5 separate regions of the Mus musculus genome follow, and all the other regions are linked to region 5. Evidence: chromatin contacts called from public HiChIP or PLAC-seq and promoter capture Hi-C data. All regions are on one chromosome and are shown on one strand. Each heading gives the region's core, a stretch centred on a gene start, on an enhancer-like site or on the middle of the called end of the contact. The rest is flanking DNA. Distances are from core to core; before and after follow the strand shown.

Evidence for each region. Promoter capture Hi-C pulls out the DNA fragments that hold promoters and counts their contacts. HiChIP or PLAC-seq counts read pairs in DNA pulled down with a chosen protein or histone mark. Capture Hi-C pulls out chosen DNA fragments and counts their contacts.
Region 1: a promoter capture Hi-C map of liver shows a contact between it and region 5, with 2.6 times the contacts expected there. The contact joins the enhancer-like site here to the promoter of Fam120b in region 5. A contact is called at or near these places in 12 of 39 promoter capture datasets (the HPC-7 cell line, cranial neural crest, embryonic stem cells and 7 more), 1 of 15 datasets of contacts at CTCF or cohesin (the NIH/3T3 cell line), 1 of 484 Hi-C or Micro-C datasets (erythroblasts), 13 of 115 datasets of contacts at active chromatin or transcription factors (bone marrow-derived macrophages, craniofacial prominence, embryonic basal ganglia and 7 more) and 3 of 9 other capture datasets (adipose tissue, liver and macrophages).
Region 2: a contact with region 5 is called in a promoter capture Hi-C map of the HPC-7 cell line, with 2.1 times the contacts expected there. The contact joins the enhancer-like site here to the promoter of Fam120b in region 5. A contact is called at or near these places in 6 of 39 promoter capture datasets (the C10 cell line, the HPC-7 cell line, neutrophils and 1 more), 1 of 115 datasets of contacts at active chromatin or transcription factors (memory CD8 T cells) and 1 of 9 other capture datasets (adipose tissue).
Region 3: a contact with region 5 is called in a promoter capture Hi-C map of liver. The contact joins the promoter of Wdr27 here to the promoter of Fam120b in region 5. A contact is called at or near these places in 11 of 39 promoter capture datasets (the C10 cell line, the HPC-7 cell line, cranial neural crest and 7 more), 5 of 484 Hi-C or Micro-C datasets (B cells, CD4 T cells, CD8 T cells and 2 more), 5 of 115 datasets of contacts at active chromatin or transcription factors (bone marrow-derived macrophages, effector CD8 T cells, memory CD8 T cells and 2 more) and 3 of 9 other capture datasets (adipose tissue, liver and macrophages).
Region 4: an H3K4me3 HiChIP or PLAC-seq map of bone marrow-derived macrophages shows a contact between it and region 5, with 4 times the contacts expected there. The contact joins the enhancer-like site here to the promoter of Fam120b in region 5. A contact is called at or near these places in 12 of 39 promoter capture datasets (the C10 cell line, the HPC-7 cell line, cranial neural crest and 8 more), 1 of 15 datasets of contacts at CTCF or cohesin (the NIH/3T3 cell line), 1 of 484 Hi-C or Micro-C datasets (bone marrow-derived macrophages), 20 of 115 datasets of contacts at active chromatin or transcription factors (the 230-238 cell line, the HPC-7 cell line, the SCID.adh cell line and 14 more) and 4 of 9 other capture datasets (adipose tissue, liver, macrophages and 1 more).

What each region holds. Positions count from the first base shown.
Region 1 is chr17:15,128,709-15,131,533 of GRCm38.p6, forward strand. No RefSeq gene overlaps it. Among named protein-coding and RNA genes, the nearest start is that of Gm35455, 22 kb to the right of the region's middle. Within about 2 kb of position 1,498, at least 23 of the 459 cell types and tissues checked have an H3K27ac peak or open chromatin away from gene starts, as enhancers often do. A contact at or near this core is called in adipose tissue and liver, where this site is marked.
Region 2 is chr17:15,741,738-15,744,532 of GRCm38.p6, forward strand. Chd1 (chromodomain helicase DNA binding protein 1) reads left to right here. Exons shown (of 36, transcript NM_007690.3): 16 at 420-582; 17 at 1,341-1,493. Among named protein-coding and RNA genes, the nearest start is that of 5830433I10Rik, 38 kb to the left of the region's middle. Within about 2 kb of position 1,419, at least 62 of the 459 cell types and tissues checked have an H3K27ac peak or open chromatin away from gene starts, as enhancers often do. A contact at or near this core is called in the HPC-7 cell line and memory CD8 T cells, where this site is marked.
Region 3 is chr17:14,941,776-14,944,527 of GRCm38.p6, forward strand. Wdr27 (WD repeat domain 27) reads right to left here and starts at 1,349. Exons shown (of 25, transcript NM_175173.3): 1 at 1,322-1,349. It overlaps 1600012H06Rik (RIKEN cDNA 1600012H06 gene), which reads left to right and starts at 1,409. Exons shown (of 2, transcript NM_026451.2): 1 at 1,409-1,544; 2 at 1,792-2,752. The coding sequence starts at 1,838. The coding sequence ends at 2,395.
Region 4 is chr17:15,107,509-15,110,208 of GRCm38.p6, forward strand. No RefSeq gene overlaps it. Among named protein-coding and RNA genes, the nearest start is that of Gm35203, 23 kb to the left of the region's middle. Within about 2 kb of position 1,428, at least 102 of the 459 cell types and tissues checked have an H3K27ac peak or open chromatin away from gene starts, as enhancers often do. A contact at or near this core is called in bone marrow-derived macrophages, craniofacial prominence, hematopoietic stem and progenitor cells and 4 more, where this site is marked.
Region 5 is chr17:15,394,830-15,397,529 of GRCm38.p6, forward strand. Fam120b (family with sequence similarity 120, member B) reads left to right here and starts at 1,417. Exons shown (of 11, transcript NM_024203.3): 1 at 1,417-1,731.

The DNA of each region.
Region 1 (2,825 bases), core at 248-2,747, 270 kb before region 5:
GGTATCTATAATTCACCTACCTATCTTTATCATTGTCATGTACACTAATCACTAGTGTCTGTATCTATTGCATAGCTAACACTTATTGGTTGCTGTCACAATGTATCTAAACACAATAGCCTCCATAATCATCATTGTCACATATCTATGAAATCCCCATCATGCACCAATCTACAACCGTTCTTGGAAAATTCAAGCTCTCACTTTTACCAGGTGTCCTTGAGACAGGTCTTGTTTGTGTTTTCTTTCTTTCTTTCTTTCTTTCTTTCTTTCTTTCTTTCTTTCTTTCTTTCTTCCTTCCTTCCTTCCTTCCTTCCTTCCTTCCTTCCTTCCTTTTGTTCTTTCTTGTTTTTTAAACTGAATTTAATTGAACTTTTTTTTTTTTTTACTTATTCACTTTACATTCCACTCACTGTCACCCCCTCCCACAATCCTTCCCCTACCCTCTCCCCTCCTCATCTGAGCAGTTGAGGTTCCGTGGGTGTTCCCCCACCCTGGCACTTCCAGTTTCTATGAGGCTAAGCACTTCCTCTCCCAATGAGGACAGACAAGGCATCCCAGCTAGAAGAACATATCCCACAAACAGGCAATAGCTTTTGGGATAGCCCCGCTCCAGTTGTTCAAGACCCACATGAAGACCTAGCTGCACATCTGCTACATATTTGTGGGGAGGCCTAGGTCCAGCCCATGTATGTTCTTTGGTCAGTGGTTCGGACACGGAGAGCCCTGAGAGTCCAGGTTAGTTGAGTCTATTGGTCTTCCTGTGGAGTTCCTGTCCCCTTTCCTGTTCATTCTTCAACCAGAGATTCAGCTGCATGTCCATCTTGGTGCTCAGTCAACACACATGGGCCTTCTGACATCTAAAGTGTAGAGAGAGGACCATCCTCTGTCCTGTCTACAGGTGCCAACTGCAGGGGCTTCTGAGCTTCCAGCATGTCCCATACTGGAATGGGATGTTACCACTTTACGTTTCAAATAGGATGATCAGAGCACAGAAGATCTGCAGGTAGTAGAGAAATGATTGAGTGGTGGTGCCTGAAGCTGAGGGATCTAAGAGGCGTTCTGTTTCCCCAAGCCACTGCCCCCTGCACTTGCACAAGTTCTCGAAACTTCCTCTAAGCCCCTCTCCCTGGGAGCTGGGGAGAAACGCTTTGTCTGCGAGTTGCTCTGAGCTTCTCAGAAAAGAGAACCTCAAAACGTTAGGACAATGCCATGATTGTCAAGTCCAGCTTGTTCCAGGCCCCAACGCATGGGGCCCTCACCTGCTGAAACCATTTCTGTGTTTCCTGTCCTCGACCCTACTCTGCCCCAGGGCCTGCTGTGGTTTTCCAGGCCCTGATAAAAAGAGCTCACAATGGGGGGAAGTGTCACTGACCTGATTTCTTTCCTAGTTATCACTAAAATAATAACTCCCTGGAAGCTGCTACCGAAGCAGGGCTGGGACTCTGACTCTTCTGGAAACACTTGCATCTGGCCTCCAGCCCTGGCCCAGCTCAGAGGATCTGGAACCCTCTGAGGAAAACTTGTGATGAAACTGCTTCTCTGTGAGCCCAAGGCCTGTACTGGGGTGCCTTCCATGGCCCAGAGGCCTAGCACTGTGGGCAGAAGACTCAGCTCCAAATTGGGGGTGGAGTGGATTCTAGGAAGATCTTACCTTTTGTTCTCCTATCTGGCCATCCTCCTAAGGCCCTGGAGGATATGCAAACAGCCTGGGGAAGTTGGTGACACTGTAGATATCAGGGCCTGATCATTCCCAGAGCCAATCAGCGTGAGTCAGTTTACTTGCCTGCCTGTCGGAGTGCTTTCTCAAGCCTGGGTCCGCTCTCTAGAGGTTTGGTGTCTGCTCCAAGAGCCATCTACCTTGGTGTTTGCTTCTCTCTCAGCCCAGGGTCACAGGTGATCTGAGTTCCACTCCCCCTGCAGTCCCCACACACATCAGGTGGATGTACAGCTGTGCTGGTCTGTGACCATACGTGTATGTTAGAGGTGACAAGGATGAGAGGGAGGAGCCTGGGAAAAAACAGAAGATGCAAATGAGAGTGGAAAGCGGCTGAAACTGGCCCTATGCATCTGGACTGCCCTCTTCCAGGGCAGATGACAAATGACAGAGCCTCAGGAAGCCTGCACATGTTATAGAGGGAAGACTTAGGCGAGGTAGGCAGGATGTCTTTGATTAAGGCTGGGACTCCACTATCAGCCGCAAGGAAGGAATACCAGCCCTTTACTTCACACTTGGGTTGAGCTAAGTGTAGCTTCAACATAACGGGGAAATGCCAAGATCATAAGCAAGATTGGGTCTGCTGGCTCTCCCTCTAGGAGTCAAAGCTGTTAATTACCAGGTATCAGAACAGCTGGTTGGCTTTCCCTGGTTTGTAGGGCTCTCCCTGCCACGATGACTTGGTAGTACTTCTGATCAAACAACTCATAGTTGAAGATTACAGTGCTGTGGAGACCTCTGTCCACTTCCACTATGGCCACACCAACCAGGACACATGAAGCTCACACACTTACAATAGTGGCTTACCGGCAGGCTCCATCCTAAGTATGTGAGTTTCAGCTCCAAGGCAGCTTTTCCGGGCCCTTCTTCCATAGTTCACACTTGACTTTGCCGTTACATGTTTCTCTTTGCTCCGTCATGGCTGCAGAATGTTTCTCCACAGAGGTATCAGGAAAACACTTGGATTCCTGGGGTTCCAGGGTGAAGTGTTTGGAGAGAGCCCATTGGTCTGGCATTTGGGGAGGTTGTGGTAATGAGAAGATCTCCTCATTCTTCAAACACACCTTAAAAAAAAAAAGAAAAAAAAAGAGCCCAATACATGGCAGGC
Region 2 (2,795 bases), core at 169-2,668, 350 kb after region 5:
TGGCTCACTGTCCACAGCTCTCAGGGAAATGATGAATGTCTTTATTACACTACAGAAAGCCTTGGTACGTGGTTGATGGATCAGACAGGTTATGTGTCCGGCTTTTTTTTGTTTTGTTTTGTTTTTGGTTTTTGGTTTTTCTGGACAGGGTTTCTCTGTGTAGCCCTGGCTGTCCTGGAACTCTGTAGACCAGGCTGGTCTCGAACTCAGAAATCTGCCTGCCTCCGCCTCCCTAGTGCTGGGATTAAAGGCGTGCGCCACCCCCGCCCCATGTGTCCGTTCTGAGTCTGACATATGAGGTTCAGTGCATCCTGGGTGTAACCACGAGCTTCAGGATGATGACTAATGCTGGTTTTAAGCTTTCACAATTTATCTTTGTGATCTGCTGAATATTGTTTATGTGTCTTTTGTTTTTGAAGGTGGATTTTAACTAGGAATTATAAAGCCCTCAGCAAAGGTTCCAAGGGCAGTACCTCAGGCTTTTTGAACATTATGATGGAGCTAAAGAAATGTTGTAACCATTGCTACCTCATTAAACCACCAGATAATAATGAATTCTATAATAAACAGGAGGCCTTACAAGTAAGACTTTTTAACTATTTCTATTGCTAAAGCAGAATTCTAAGAATATGTATTTCAGTTTTAGGATAAAAATAGTAGAGTAATATAATATATTCATGTCAAGTTCTCTTTGGTTAATGTTTCATTTAAGTGATGGTGTTATTATTTGTATTTATGAAAGCTTTTAAAATTATAATTTATAAACATAGTCTTTCAAACCAGTGAGTTGTTTCTATTTATCAGACAAAATCTATTAGTGTCTTAGAGATTGTGATATGGCTAAATCTGACTGTAAATAGTAGCCTAAAGGAGGGCTTTCCTTCATAGATGTTACCCCTCTGTTACTGTTGAGAGGCAGTTCAGACGTGAAGACACACTTGGAATTCAGTCACAGTAGTTCATTGAGGAGTGAGCATCCCTGAATTAGAAAAGAATATGTTTGCTTGCTCTGTGTTTGTTTAGTTGCTTTTTTTTTTTTTTTTAATGTATGTTTGTTTTGGCTAAATCTTAGAGAAGTAGTGTAAGAGCTGGCAAGTAGAATGATACAGCAGAAATAATAGTCTTGTTATGCCTGGTTAGGGCAGGTTTGATGTACGTAATAGAGGAAGATGGGAAAAGCTCTAGACAGTTTTGAAAGCCAAAGTAACTTTTCTCTTCAGCATTCTGAAAAGCTTAAACTCTAAACTGGATAGAGTAGAAACAACTGCAGTATTCCGTGGGGCTCTGGACTGTTTCCTGCTTTACCACGTTGTAATAGGTGTACTCTGCTGTTTCCTTAGCACTTAATCCGTAGTAGCGGAAAACTCATCCTTCTCGACAAGCTGTTGATTCGCCTAAGAGAAAGAGGCAACCGAGTGCTCATTTTCTCTCAGATGGTGCGGATGTTAGACATACTCGCAGAGTATTTGAAGTACCGCCAGTTCCCCTTTCAAGTAAGCATTTCTTGGTTTCTATTTTTCATTGTATTCTTGGGCTTATTTTATTGAGTCACTTTTTAGATTATTTTGCATATAAATTATATTTCTCTTAAACATACTGAGAGAATCATTTGTTACTTTTCTAAGTTTCATTTTTTTTCTCTAAATTTTATTTTAATTTTGTTTTTATGTTGTATATTGTTAAAAGCTGGACTAAAGTGGTATTTCTGTGCTAAGATGGGTCTGAAGGGCAAGCTTTGGGAAGTAAGATGACGTCTGAAAAGAGAAGCTGTCCTTGGACACATGCAGGCTGGTCGGGCTGTAATGCTCTGTGTGCTGTGGGAAGCCTTTTGTGTGGTTTGCCAAAAAAAAGTTGAGCAGGGCTCAGATAAGAACAGGCTGACATCCTGTCTACTTTCAATTCACAGTGAAGTTTGTTCAGTGGGATTAAAACCTACACCGATGAGTGTTTTAGTGTTAGGGTCAGGTCCTATTCTCAGTACATTATACCTCGTAGTGATTTCTTTGTCATTAATTTTGTGTTTATGCGTGTGAGGGTGTGTGCATGTGTGTTTGTGCTTTGGTGCTCTTGTGGGGGTCAGAGAACAGTTTTGTAGAGTCAGGCCTTCCACATTCATTCGGGCTCCAGGGCTTGGACTCAGGTTCCTAGGCTGGCTTTTTACTGTGTCGTCTTACTGGCCTCTTGGAATAGTACCGGGAGTACAGCTAACTCTCTGTGCACACGACTGGTACACGATGGATGTTTACTGTAGGCAGAGGAGTTAGACTGAGAGTTAGTGTACAGGGTCGCTCTGTTGAAGCTTGCTCACACTATGCTACATGTAGTTTGAAAGTAGGAGTACTATACCTTTATGTGTTGGTGATATTAGCACAATAAAAACACAGTAATAGTAATATACTGGGAACAGAATGCAGCGCTACTGTAGTTAAGAACCGTTAGCACACCCTCAGGTGGAGAGCTATACTTAAGTCATGTCACAGTAAATGATGCAGAGGTTTTATTAATTGCAATTTGTATTTTAATGGAAAAGAAACACAAATTAGATTTGGAAGAAAGCTTAGAGCACTGTTCTTAAACCACTGAAAATTATTTCCTTAAAATTTTTTCTTGGGACTGGACAGATAGAAAATGGAAGCAAATACTTCCTTTGTGTGGCTCACAGCAAGCTGACTCTCCACCTTCATGGGATCTTATACCCTCTTCTGGCTTCTGAGGGAATTTACATGCATATGTGCATATACACATATGAACAAAAATAAAATAAAGTGTTCAGAGTTAAAAGTACAATATAATGT
Region 3 (2,752 bases), core at 99-2,598, 450 kb before region 5:
TTAAGGCTCAGAGGGACAATGGGAGGTAATCTCGGTCTTGAATGTGGAACCTCCTTGATGCGATTGGTGTTCTTGTAAAATGAGACAAAGAACTTCTTGCCTTTCCACCCATTTATAAACCAGGAAAAGTCTCCAGACATGAAATCTAGTCTTAAGAACTGTGTGCATGCTTTCTCCTCCAGCCAAGCAAGATGCCTAAAGGAAAGACAGCCAAGGGAAGAAGGTGACCCTGAGCATCGCCGGTGTCAAGGACCAGGAGGCCAAAAAAGTGGTCAATCCTTAGTTTGAGAAAAGGCCCACGAATTTCGCCATTTGGGAAGGACATCCAGCCCAAAAGAGATCTTACACGCTTCATCAAATGGCCCCGCTACATCATGCTGCAGCGGCAAAGAGCCATCCTCTACAAGCGGCTCAAAGTCCCTCCTGCCATTAACCAGTTCACCCAGGCCCTGGACAGGCAAACAGCTTGCCCACAAGTACAGGCCAGAGACAACGCAAAAGAAGCAAAGGCTACTGGCCCCTGCTGAGAAGAAAGCTGCTGGCAAAGGCGACGTCCCAACTAAGAGACCACCTGTCCATTGAGCAGGAGTCAATATAGTCACCACCTTGGTGGAGAACAAGAAGGCTCAGCTGGTGGTGATTGCCCATGATGTAGACCCCATTGAGCTGGTGGTTTTCCTGCTTGTCCTGCCCAGGTTGGGGCGCCTGGTCCACAGGAAGAAATGCACCACTGTTGCCTTCACATAGGTTAACCCGGAAGACAAGGGTGCTCTGGCTAAGCTGGTGGAAGCTATTAGGATCAATTGTAATCACAGATATAACGAGATCCGTCGCCACTGAGGAGGCAACGTGCTGGGCCCTAAGTCTGTGGCTCGCGTTGCCAAGCTGGAAAAAGCAAAGGCTAAAGAACTCGCCACTAAACTTGATTAAATGTACACTAAGTTTTCTAATTACTAAATTACTTCCCAAAAAAATGTGGGGGGTGGGGTGATGGCAATTGTGGGCTTGGGGGGGGGGGAGGAATCATTTCTTACTAGTAGTTCTCATGTTGAAATTTATATTTCCCTTCTGTCATGGTTTAAGACAAATCCAAAAGTGTCCCTCCCGGTGCTGCCCGCACTCAGGGGCTTGTGCTGCAGGGCTTAGGGAGGCCACTCACGCGCGGCTCTGGGGGCGCGGGAGGAGAAGGCTGGACCGGGCGCGGCTCGGCCCTCCGCCATCCGGGAGCAGGCTTCCCAGTCATCCCCTCAAGGGAGCTTGTCGCAAGCTGCAATCCCTGGCAGCCTCACCGACCGTCCAGCCCACTTTCCCCGGAACTCACCGACCACGCCAGCCGCGTCGCTATGGTTACGGGGGAAAGCTGCTCTATTCTCGCGAGAGCCTGGCGTTACCTCACTTCCGGTCCCTTAGGCCGGAGTTGGTTCCCAAAAGCCCTCGCTTCCGGAGTACCACACTTCCGGGCGCGGCCTCTTTTCCGCCAGCTGGGGCGAGTTCCAGGCTGAGCCCGGGTGCTGCGGGTGCTGCGTGGCCTGCGGGGCGTGGCGGTGAGTTCGGGGTTGGCGACCTCGCTATTCTCCAGACACCTGCGCCCCCAGGGGCCTGTCCTAAGGTCCCTCTTACCGCTTCCCTCTTCCCACCCGCCTCCTCTGCTCCTCCCTCTCTGCTGTTCCCTACTCTTTATCCCTTCTCTCCTTCCCCTTCCCCACCGTCGGTTCCCGGGACCCAGGTGCACGAATCTTGGTCTGCGTGGACGAGCACCTCGGGTCACGCCTGTCACCCGTACCTTCCCAGCACAGCGACTGCAGATGAGGGAGTCCCCGAGTTGAGTGCCCCAGCGATGGCTACTCCCTGGAGGCGCGCCCTGTTGATGATCCTGGCGTCCCAGGTGGTGACCCTGGTAAAATGTTTGGAAGACGACGACGTCCCGGAGGAGTGGCTCCTTCTGCACGTGGTCCAGGGCCAAATAGGAGCCGGGAATTACAGCTACTTGCGGTTGAACCATGAGGGTAAAATTATTCTCAGGATGCAGAGCCTGAGAGGGGATGCGGACCTGTACGTGTCGGACAGCACTCCGCACCCGAGCTTCGACGACTATGAGCTGCAGTCTGTCACTTGCGGCCAGGATGTGGTCTCTATACCGGCACACTTCCAGCGACCGGTCGGGATAGGAATTTATGGACACCCCTCTCACCATGAGAGCGACTTTGAGATGAGGGTATACTATGACAGAACTGTGGATCAGTACCCATTCGGAGAGGCTGCCTATTTCACTGACCCAACAGGAGCCAGTCAGCAGCAGGCTTACGCTCCAGAAGAGGCAGCCCAAGAGGAGGAATCAGTTCTCTGGACGATATTGATTAGCATTTTGAAACTGGTGCTTGAAATTCTCTTCTGATCCCTTGAATATGCTGGAGCACAAACCCTTATTTTCACAGAGCGATTACAGTTTGCTGCGAACCTAGCTACTTGACCTGGTGAAACTCTGGTTACTTTTTTCTAGACTAGGATGGAAAAATAAAGCCATACAGTTTTGTTACCTCAGTTTACTCCCCAAGCAGGAAAAGCAGCAAGCACAATATTTTAGAGATTAAAATTCCTATAAAAAGGAGTCTGCTCAATAAAATGTTTAAATGCATTTTGGTTAGTCAGGTGAGTAAGAAGATTACAGTAACAGGCTGTATAAATCAGATTAAACTTTACTGCTGGTGCAGAAGTTGATGACTGTAGAATTTATAGACATTTAAATGAAGTA
Region 4 (2,700 bases), core at 178-2,677, 290 kb before region 5:
GCTTGGAAATCCCCTCAGTTACAACCTGCGTTGCTGCACCCAGCTGGGGCATGGGCTAATGAAACCTCCAGTGGTGGTTGGCAAACACCAGAAGTTGTGGTGTAAGGCAGGGGCTGGCCTTGACTTTAGCTGTTGCTAACCTGAGTATGGCAGTGTCACTGGGACAGTTCAGCTTGGCTTGCTTAGCCATCACTTCTACCATGTGCTTCTGAGCTCCCCTGTACCCTGGGTGGCAGGGGACAACTCTGCACTTCCTTCAGTTGTCCTGTGGAGTTCACTCTGGAAACACACACAAGAATTCCACAGCAAGCCGGGCGTGGTGGCGCACGCCTTTAATCCCAGCACTTGGGAGGCAGAGGCAGGCGGATTTCTGAGTTCGAGGCCAGCCTGGTCTACAAAGTGAGTTCCAGGACAGCCAGAGCTACACAGAGAAACCCTGTCTCGGAAAAAAAAAAAAAAAAAAAAAAAAAAAAAAAGAATTCCACAGCAGACAGTAGGGGGTGGCTACCAATGGGCCATGCACCCCATTTAATCGTGCTGAATTCATAAGATGGCAGCCGTGCAACTTTCCTGTCCTGATGAAATATGCTCTTCCTTTCCTCTGTACCTAGCTGATGCTGCAGCTGTCCACCTGTGTGTGCTGTGCTGCACTGTGCCCACCTGCCCATGGGCATCCAGTGATGCTGATATAGATGACAATCAGCTTGCTGGGGTGGTTGGGACTGGGGAATGTCGTCTGAGCTCCGTTGCAGGGAACTGACCATTTCAAGCACCTTTTCCTTGCGCCTGCGTCTGAGGCACTGAGTTTAGGGTCAGTCTTCCCACAGGAGTGTCTCATCAGCAGGGTGTCCTTATCTAAATGCAAAAGCGGATTCTGAGAGTTAGTGTGTATGGAGCCAGGTCATGCAGGCTCGTGCATAGGAAGGATGTGGGAGCTGGGCATACACTGGCCACTCCACATTTACAAAGGAAGCACTGCCAAAATGGAGCCCCACATCAAGTTCCTCACAGCCATAGGCTCAGGGTATGGATCCATGTGCTTTTCTTGGTGCAGGACTGTGGAGGAGAAGACAGACCATGAGGCCATGCTGGCCCTTCAGAGGGTACATGAGCAGGAGCCAGGGTATTTATTGCCTTTCACCCTCCCGTTTCTCCCAGCTCCTCTCTGCCCAGACAGGACAGCAGTGTGTCTCCAGGCAAAGTGACCAAGCCGTCTCAGACAGGCAGCTGGTGACAGAGCAGAGCACGTGTCTCCTCTGTGGTTTTAATCTTCATACTTCACAGGACCGCAGTCTGATTGATGGAATTTTTTTAAAGCCTTGCTTTCTGGAGGCTGGGAGCCTCCTCCTCACCCGCACAGAACATATGTGCACATATTCCCCGGGGTGGCGTTTGAATGTGTGCATCGTGTGGCTGCGTTTGTTTAGTGTGTGCCTCTCCCCATCTGAGGGGACCTTTCCCATGACCCTCGGCTTCCTCGGTGGGCTGTTCACTGCTGTCTGGGGTGGGGGCCCTTCTGGGAGCAGCCAGCCTCCTCCCACAGCCGTGCTCCAGGCTGATGGATCATCTGATGCCGCATTCTTCTTCCCCATAGCTGCCGGAGAAGGGGGGCAAGGAAGAGGAAAAGAAATAAAAGATCCCAAACAGCTCCCATCTGTTGCGGGAAGATCATAATGCTTGCATTTACCCAGCTTTTCGACTGAGGGGCTTCGAGAGTCTTATTATTTTATGAGCCCCCAGAGTACACAAAGTGCAGGCTGAATCTAGCAAGCCAGCTTGGGTCGGCAGTGGAGAGGGTTGCTGGCCAGTCACAGGCTCAGGATTCGCATTCTTCTCTTTTCCTGCCATTCTGATCTGTGCCTATCTTCTACCATCCTGCGTGTCAGCCTGGTCTTGGCCCCTGGACAAGGTTTCTCCTTGTCCTCTGCCAGTCTCTCTCTCCTCTAGGCACTTGACCATCTTTACAGGTCATGCTTTGTTTACATCTCCCTTAGTCTGAAACTCCCTTTGGCCTCCTGGGTATTCAAGGCCTATGATGGGTTATTCTGCGAAGTCTCAAACGCCAGTTCTGACACTTGAGTCTAGCCACTGGCCCACCTGAGTCTCTGGGTCCTCATCCCTGTGGGCAAAAGCAATGGCTATCCGTGTTTATGCCAGCAAATACTCAGGAAATACAGCCTCACCATTGCCCCTGTCTGTGGAGGTTCAGGTGGGAAGCTATTAGTAAGTCCCCTGTCACACACTGCCCAAAGAAGCCAGGTGAGGCCATACGAACAGGTCAGGGTAGCGACTGTGTCAGCAAAGTCCTCCTGTCATGTAGGAAAGCACTGGTAGCAAGCAGTTCAGTGTCCCTGGGCAGGGAAAGCAGCAAATCTGAGACCTGAGCTGAAGAAGGGAGCATGCTCCTCCTGTTTTGGGATCCTCCCTTTCCCTCTGACTTTAGAGGTCTCCACCGAGGGATCTACAGGATGGAGAAACTCAGGCCTGAAGTCACAGCCTCAGGAGAGTCTTCTAGAATTCTAAAATGCCACGAAAGGATGGTGGTGGGACCATCTACAGCAGAGGTTCTCAACCTGTGGGTCACGACCCCTGAATAGCACATATTTACATTACGGTTCATAACAGTAGCAAAATTACAGTTATAAAGGAGCAACAAAATAATTTTATGGTTGAGGACTCACCACAACATGAGGAACTGTA
Region 5 (2,700 bases), core at 167-2,666:
GGCACTATAAGGGTGGTGGCAGTTGCAGGTTTAGTCTCACCTTTTGTGGAGACTTGAGACTTGTCAATCAAGTAGCTGCCCCTGAAGGTTCCTCAGCCTGTTGTCAGGGCAACTGTAATGATTACTGCTCTATTCTAGCTACCAATGTCCAGAGAAGACTTCACGGCAACTGTAGATGCCACAGAGACTTTGTTTCAGTCAGGGGAACCATTACAATCAACCACCACCCAGCAGTTTCATGGCCTTGGGAAACTGACCATGACACCTTGAGATGGCTCTTAGATCACCCTACTCAGTGACCCCAGCCCAATGGCAGTATACAGGAGAAAGTTTTTTGTTGTGGTTGTTTGCTTTGCTTTGTTTTTCTGCAAGTTGCCCCTGTGCTGCCAATAAAATTTACTCCAAGTGGTACTGATGCCTCCTTGTAGTCTTGATCCCGGGTAGGGTAGCTTGCGTCGGTTGCATAAAGAACAGGTACAGCACCCAACAGAAACCAATAGAGGGCTGTTGTAGAGGCCATGGAGTGCTAAGACTGTGAAGGACTACGGGAGTGTTGGGAAAGTATAGCATAGAGGAGAACAGAAACTGCAAAAGATAAAACACTACTGAATGCAAGCGCCAGCTGCTCTAAAGAGTCCCAGAAAGTCACCGAGTTGCTACCTCTGGCAGCTGAGGACGCATCCTGGAGCTGTAAAGCTAAAGGCAGAGAACCCCTCTACCATAAGGCTAGCACAAGCTGTGACTCAACAGCTAAAACTGTAATCTTGAGATCCAAATGTTTCCAGCACCCCAAGTTGGGGGCTACCGACACAAAGGATGCTTTAGCTTATTGGAGATTTCCATCCAAAATACTAGACAGCCTGAATGTAGCCCACAAGGATGGCCACTTCACCCAATAAAATGACCAGCATTATTGCCTATGACAACTCTGTAAGTGGACTCTCGGCCCTTGATGCTCCTTGTCCAAGCTGTGCCGCCTTTCAGTACTGGTACTCCTAAGGGGATTCAAGACCAAACCAGGATCCTCGCAGCTTCCCATACTCTGCGTGGTTGCAAGCTGTGGTCTGTGGCATTTAAAAGGGTTTCCAGTGACTATCCGCTGCAGCCTGTGTGCGTGCATTACCGGAGCAAGGCACCCAGTGCTAGTGCAGGCTGCCACTCAGCCTGAAGACTTAGCCTATGGGACAAACACACTTTTCCCAGTCCGGCTATCCAGCGGCGTGCAGGCGTCCTAGGCTATTCCCCGGTTGCTAGGCAACGGGTTAAAGCTTCCTTCTTCCTGGGTGCCACCCACTTCGCCTCCCGCTCTAGCGCTTGCGTACTACATCCCTTTCGTCTCTTCGTCCTTTACTTCCAGTTATATAAGCACAAGCTTCACTTTGTCTAACCAGACACTTCTCCGGGCGGAAGTTCAATAACGGAAGCGGAAGTGAGCACGCCGTAGACTGTGGGTCTGAAATCTGGTTGACGCAGTCTGCGGCCACTGCTGAGCTTTGGGTAGGCCAGGCTGGGGAATCGGCCCTGGATCTCTGCTGTCGCATCTCCCTACCCCAGACTCCTTCCAGCATCAAGTCCACTATCCTCGCCGTGGCCACGCCCCTCCGCATCCTGGCTTCTCTGCGTCCTGGCTGTTCCTCCCTGGGTGGAGGGGAGAGGCAGCCATCCACTTGCAGGTGGAGCGGGGTGGAGACTCTTCCTGAGCCCAGCTGCAGGACACTGAGGACCAGCGAGGTAGACTCTCAGACTCTGGTAGCGGCTGGGGAGGGAAGAACTGGTAACTGGAAACCAGGTTGGGAGGTTGTAGGACCTTAAGTGATGGAGAGGCGAAGGGGCTGGGCCTCAGCTGTGTTGAGTTCCTCTGGGGAGGGGACCATCCGTTTGATTTCGGCCTACATATGCTCTCAGATCTTTCCACCTTAGGGACTTGCTGTTACCCACGTCCAATGTCTCTCATCATTTTCCCTATCTCCCATCCATTAGAGGATAGCTCCTGACCTCGACTGACATTAGGTTAGTGTACGAACGCCTGGCTACTTTTTTCTTTACCTGTTTTTGAAAGGCACCAGCAACTGATGCGTTATTTCTCTTGCCCCCACCTTGACTATAGCACCTCCCAGTTTAAAAAAAATATCTGTTCAGCCAGTCTTCCAGACGTTTATATCTGTGAACACCTTTGGCCCCCCCCAAAAAACTTACGTGGAGAGCATTTGAAATCATTTATTTTCCACACTCAAAGACTCTACTCTTATCTCTGAACTGGAGTCTGGATATATTTATGGAACTGATAATGAAAAGTTCACGAATCCAAGCTTTGGCTTCGGAGTCCTTGATTTCAGTGTACTGTGAATACAACACCCCTCTGTTCATAATTATAGAGCCTTTACAACTTGCTATTTATCTTATGTTGCTGCTTTGCAAGTGTTCTTGTCCCAGTTTTCCCCTCCCCATTTCCACCATCTTCAAGGTGTGCTTGGTATTTGAAAGAAAGGCCTGGTCATTGGGTAGAGCATTGTAACTTCTGTGTTGCAGATACTAAACTAATTTCATTTACTTTCTGAGTTGACTCCACCTTGGTAAGAAGGATGCATTCCACATAATGCTATCAATTGTTGCTACAGAACTTAATACCAAGTATAAATAGTTTTAATTTTATTGTTAGGCATTATTTCTCTCCATCGCTCTCTCTGGCTATAATGGGAG